Linked DNA regions of Mus musculus: region 1 is linked to region 2. The links are chromatin contacts, called in public HiChIP or PLAC-seq maps. All regions are on one chromosome and are shown on one strand. The core of a region is the stretch at or near the end of the contact, and the rest is flanking DNA. Distances in the headings are between cores, read along the strand shown. Region 1 overlaps Coro2b (coronin, actin binding protein, 2B). Region 2 overlaps Anp32a (acidic (leucine-rich) nuclear phosphoprotein 32 family, member A).

What was found. HiChIP or PLAC-seq counts read pairs in DNA pulled down with a chosen protein or histone mark.
Region 1: a contact with region 2 is called in an H3K4me3 HiChIP or PLAC-seq map of bone marrow-derived macrophages, with 2.0 times the contacts expected there. The contact joins two enhancer-like sites. A contact is called at or near these places in 4 of 484 Hi-C or Micro-C datasets (muscle stem cells, nephron progenitors, pre-megakaryocyte-erythroid progenitors and 1 more), 2 of 115 datasets of contacts at active chromatin or transcription factors (bone marrow-derived macrophages and memory CD8 T cells) and 3 of 9 other capture datasets (adipose tissue, liver and pancreatic islet).

What each region holds. Positions count from the first base shown.
Region 1 is chr9:62,434,691-62,437,390 of GRCm38.p6, forward strand. The region is part of intron 3 of Coro2b (coronin, actin binding protein, 2B); the gene reads right to left. Among named protein-coding and RNA genes, the nearest start is that of Gm40523, 20 kb to the left of the region's middle. Within about 2 kb of position 1,306, at least 132 of the 459 cell types and tissues checked have an H3K27ac peak or open chromatin away from gene starts, as enhancers often do. A contact at or near this core is called in adipose tissue, bone marrow-derived macrophages and pancreatic islet, where this site is marked.
Region 2 is chr9:62,362,425-62,365,136 of GRCm38.p6, forward strand. The region is part of intron 1 of Anp32a (acidic (leucine-rich) nuclear phosphoprotein 32 family, member A); the gene reads left to right. Among named protein-coding and RNA genes, the nearest start is that of Gm40522, 17 kb to the right of the region's middle. Within about 2 kb of position 1,382, at least 328 of the 459 cell types and tissues checked have an H3K27ac peak or open chromatin away from gene starts, as enhancers often do. A contact at or near this core is called in adipose tissue, bone marrow-derived macrophages and pancreatic islet, where this site is marked.

The DNA.
Region 1 (2,700 bases), core at 56-2,555, 72 kb after region 2:
CACTGGAAGTCCCTTGGTAGCTCTCGCCTACCACCCACCACTACCTGCTAGTGTGCAAGAGTGACAGGAAGAGGGACCTGGCATGACCTTCTGCCACCTAACAGTGCTGTGGAGTGAGGACTAGTTTAGAAACAGTGGGAACAGTGGAGTGTGGTGATGACCAGGAAGACACACATTCCTTTCACCTCCAATTGAGAAGACTAATGCTTAGATTAGACATGTGTACAACACACACACACACACACACACACACACACACACACACACACACACACACACACACACACTTTCTTCTTTTGTTCCAAAAAGCTGCTGTTATGCATGTTTCATAGCTTGTTTATTTTCATGTGATGGCAAGTTGTATCTTTACATCTTGCTATGTACAGACATGCCATGTATATGTGCATACATGTATAAGAATATATATGATACATGTATAAACATATAAGAAATAAATTATATACATTTATATGTGTTTGTGTATATAATGTGAATGCATATGCATACATGTTCGTGTGTGTGTATGTGTGTGTGTGTGTGTGTGTGTGTGTGTGTGTGTGTGTGTGCATGTGCATTGAGGACAAACCTCACTCACCAGCTGAGTGACACTGGATGAGCCATTAACCTCTCTGAGGTTCTGACTCTTGGTGTAGAAAGTAAAGGGGTCTATGGGTCTTGCAGAGGCTTGTGGCTTAAATCCAGCTGGGTCCAAAGTCATGTGAACTGAGTTGTTAGAGTGGCAGCTGTCTTGTGCCACAGGAACACAAGGGAAGTGGGACCCCAGGTCCAGCCTCTGGGAAACAGGGGGTGGGGGGAGACAGACAGAGAGTGACAGACAAAGAGAGACAGAGAGGTGTATACAGCTGGACAGTGGTGATTGCTAAATGTAAGATCCTAGCACCTAAACAGGGTTTGGGGAACCAGGGAGAATCAATACCCCAAAGAGAGGTGTCTCTTATTTGATACCTGGAAGTTCCTCTCCTGGGCCCAGCTTTCTCATCTGCACATTAGTTCCAGACATCTCTGACATTGCTGAGAGGGAAGAAATCACGAGGCCTGACACAGCAAGAAGTTGGCACCAGAGACAAAAAAAAAAAAAAAAAAAAAAAAAAAGCTCTGGGCTCTGGAGAGTAGCTGCAGTTCACAGTGGGCTTAAAACACCCAGAAGGAAACTCCTGTCTCTTAGAATGCATGGAATTTGCTAGAAACAAAGTGTATCTGGGATGTGGGAGGAACACAGTGGTTCTGCCCAGGGAGTGTGCTGGGAGCTTACTGCAATAACACAGGAAACCTGAGACTGTGCCAAACAGGATTTGGGGAAGGAAGGGGTGGAGAGAAGCGTGGAGGGTTCTCCTCCAGCAAGCCAGCTGTGCCAGAGTCCCCTTCCAGCCCGGAGCCAGGGTCTTGTCACACTCAGTCACGTTTAATCAATTAGATAAGTGGGGGTGGAGGGGGGCGGGGGGCGGGGCGTGTCTTGGCTTCCAGGAGCTCAGTCTCCTGAGAGACAGCGGACATGCGGACATGCGCAGACAAGTGAGGGCAAAGTTGGCGCATTAAGGAGGAGATAGAGCCTCCAAAACAGAGTGTGCGTGAGTGGGGACAGGTCAGCTAGACAACAAGGATTGACCTTGAGCTTGTGCAAGCTCCCTGCAAACCCAGGCTCTGACCTGAGTCACTGTGAATCTGTGGCCAAGGATTTTAGATTTTTCTGAACATGTTTTCTCAGCTGAGGGGTGACTCTACCGGTGCCACACAATTGCCTCGACGACTAAAGAAAATGAAATCAATTGCCTCGACGACTAAAGAAAATAAAATCTGTATCCTCCCAGGAAGATGACTGTTGGCTAGTTGTATGTCAGCTTGACACAGCTAGAGTCATTTTGAAAGAGAGAATCACAGTTGAGAAGATGCCTCCATCAGACTGACCCATGGTGCATTTTCTTGATGGATGCTTGATCAATGTTGGGAGAACATAGCCCACTGTAGGTGGTGCCATCCCTGGGCTGATGGTCCTGGGTTCTATAAGAAAGCAGGCTGAGCAAGCCATGAAGAGCAAACCAGTAAGCAGCATTCCTCTATGGCCTCTGCATCCGCGCCTGCCTCCAGGTTCCCGACCTGTTTGAGTTCCTGTCCTGACAGCCTTGGATGGTGGACTGTGATATGGAAATGTAATAGAAATAAATCCTTTCTTCCCCAAGTTTCTTTTGGTAATGGTGTTTCATCACAGCAATAGAAACCCCAACTAAGACAATGACCATGGATCTGCAATACCTACTTGAGTAATGCTTATATAACATTAAGGATTACAGACAACTTTTCAATAGGTCAAACTTTAGATGTGACTCTTTTTTTCCTTTTGAAGAATAATTATATTGGGGTTGGGGAGAGCCTAAGGGGAAGGGAGGGAGGGGAAACTATAGTCAGGGTATAATATATGAGAGAATAAAATTATATTTTAGTTATATATGTATGTATACATGTATGTATGTATTATTGTATCTGTGTGTATGTATGTGTCTGTGCATATTGATGTTTATAGAGGCCAGAAGAAGGTACTGGATCCCCTGGAGCTGGGGTTACAGATGATTGTGAGCCACCTGACATGGAATCAGGGATATGAGAGCAGCAAGCAGTCTCAGCCACTGAACCTCTCCCTGGCCCCTCCTTTCTTTCTTTCATTATAATTTTTTTGACCCAACT
Region 2 (2,712 bases), core at 132-2,631:
GAATCCAGCTTTTCTATTGCACAGGGACAGTGCTGCAGCTCTTTAGTGCGAACATATCAACCACCGTAGGTTTTTATCAGGAATTACACTGTGGGTGAGTGAGGTGAGGTGTGGGGTCTTGTTAGTGGAGGTGGTTTCTGCCCGTTCCCCCTACCACAGTCGGGGCTTGGGTGCCATTGGGTGCTTGCTCTCTGAGATGACTGATGACACTCCCACATTTGGAACCTCACAACCTGGGCCGCTGGGGACTACTTTTATAATCGTGGTGTGCAGAAAGAGCCTAGCTGATCCGTTTCTCCGTTTTAGTTATTACCTAGAAAAATGAACAGTTTTGTAGTTTTGCACGCTGAAACCTGAGCTCTTCCACGTCTAAGGTCCCTGTGCCTCCTTTAGGGAGTCCTGGCTGAGGGGATGTTCATAGACATGGAATTTTAGGACCTCATCTCTTTATTCCAGCCCCACTGCCCAGTGTGTAGGCTGGAGGGAGGATGGGGCAGAAGCCCAGAGTGGGGAAGCAACTTCTACCAGGGCACACAGCAAATTCAGAGATACAGCAGGGACAGAAGCCAAGCATCTTGCAGTGTGTGGGTGCCTTTTGACTAACCGGCCCTTTTCGGCTATCTGGACTAGTGCTCTGCGGCTGACTATATGCCAGCCCCTACCGGAAGACAGGAAGGGAACTGTTAAGTGAATGGAGCCTGCTACGTTTGACCATCACCTCCGGCCTCCCAAGCTCTCTCTCCGCACTCCATCTCTCTTTCATCACCGTACTCTCCTCCTTGGACAGCCAGTCAGACCCCACAGCTGCTCTCTAGGCTGTTTCCAGCTTCTTTGGTAACTTTCTGTTACTTGAAAGTTGAGCGGGACCAGGGCAGGGCCAGGCAACCAGGGAAGGCTTGGTTGAGATGGGAGGCAGGAACGAGGCTTTAAATGGAGGGCTACTTGGGGCAGGAGTTCGCCTCAGCAGTTAACAGCGCTTGCTTGCTGCTCTTGTCGAAGACCCCGGTTTGGTTCCCAGAATCTACTTGTGGCTCACTGGCGTTTGTAACACCAGTTTCAAAATATCTGATAACTGTCCCCTGTGAGCATGCACACAGTACAAGGCATGCAGGCAAAGCACTCATAACACATTTTTTAAATCTTTTTTAAAAATTAAAGATAAGAGGAACGCAAAGGCTGGGGGCAGAAGCTAGGTATCCTTTTGAGCAAGCCTGGCCAGCACCGAGCCTTTCCAGTGAGTGGAAGCGTCCCTAGCACCGAATACTCCTGCAAGGAAAGCACAGGCGAAATCACCCGACCGCGCGGGGAAGAGTGGGGAGGAGCCAGGGACAAGAGCGAGTCGCAGGGCTGGCGGGCTGGTGCAGTCTCAGCCTGCCCTGCCAGCTGGACCTATGAGCCAGCCTGATCTTCCTCGGCCCGCCCTCCTGCCTCTAAGTAATGAGGATGGCATCACCGTTGCCCGCGCCACGTGCTCCCCCGCCGCCTGCCTGCAGAGCTGCTTTGTACGTAGCAGCAAAAATCCGAGGCCCGGAGAGGCTTTCAATTCTCGGGGAGGGTTTTGTTTGTTTTTAAAGCGAAGAAGGCTCTTGCCCCTGGCTAAGACTACGGAAGATCCTGAGAGGCGTTGAAACCCCCAAGCCCTGGCAGCCACAAGGCTGCAGGAACTTGGGAGGATGGTGGATGGGCCGTGGGTTCTCTTACTTTTGGGGATGGCGGTGGGGGGCAGATTCTGACCTAGGACAGGAGGCGTGTTGTGGCAGAAAAGAAAAATTAAAATTAATCACCCGGGCCAGAGTTCTCTGCCCAGCCGCCCATCTTCCGCCCCCCCCCCCCCCCCCCGTCCTCTGCCGAACATCAATCTCTCTGGCCCACTTCACCCCATACTGTGGGCCACATTTTAAAAATTGAAGTAATAAGAGGGCTGGAGAGATGGCTCAGCAGTTAAGAGCACTTGGGGCACGTGCAGAGGACTTGGATTCTGTTCTCTGGACTCAGATCCGGCCCCTCACAGCCCCCTGTAATTCCTCCAAGAGATTGCCCTCTGCAGGCTCCCCTACACAAGTGGCATTCTCTCACAGAGACACATAAATGAAACTTTTAAGTTTTTTTTTTTTAAATCTATAGATGGGATTCTATGTGTAGTGTTTATTTTCACCAAGTGTGCCTACAGGCAAACAGTTTGTGTGTGCTCTGAGTAAAGTAGGTTTTGTTTGTTTGCTTGCTTTTTGTTTTATTTGTATTAATGTGGCTGTGTAATTAATGCGTATGCATGTGCCTGGGGAGACTAGAGAGAGTGCAGAATCAATCCACTCCCCTCCCCAGCTGGAGCTACAGGCAATTGTGAGCCTCTGACCCTGGTGCTGGGTACCAAACTCAGTCAAGAGCTGCAAGTGGCTTGCCTGCTGAGCCATCTCTCCAGCTCCTAAAATGTATCCCTTTCAGTGGGTTATGATCAGAAAACACTGACCTCTGTTCAGTAAGATCTCGGTAACTTTCAAAACATCCAGCCTTTCCCCCCAGAGCTGTGTCCCTTCCCACACAGGTCGGTAAGTAGATTTTACCGTTAAAACAAACGCAAGTGTCCGTTTATTAGCTCTGCCTCAAACCTCAGTGACTCACACAGCGTGGCCTTCTAGCTAGGAATGGGATCTGCAGCAGGGGGTGGCCCATTTAAAAGCTGACCTAGTTAAAATCCAGGAGCACCAAAAAACA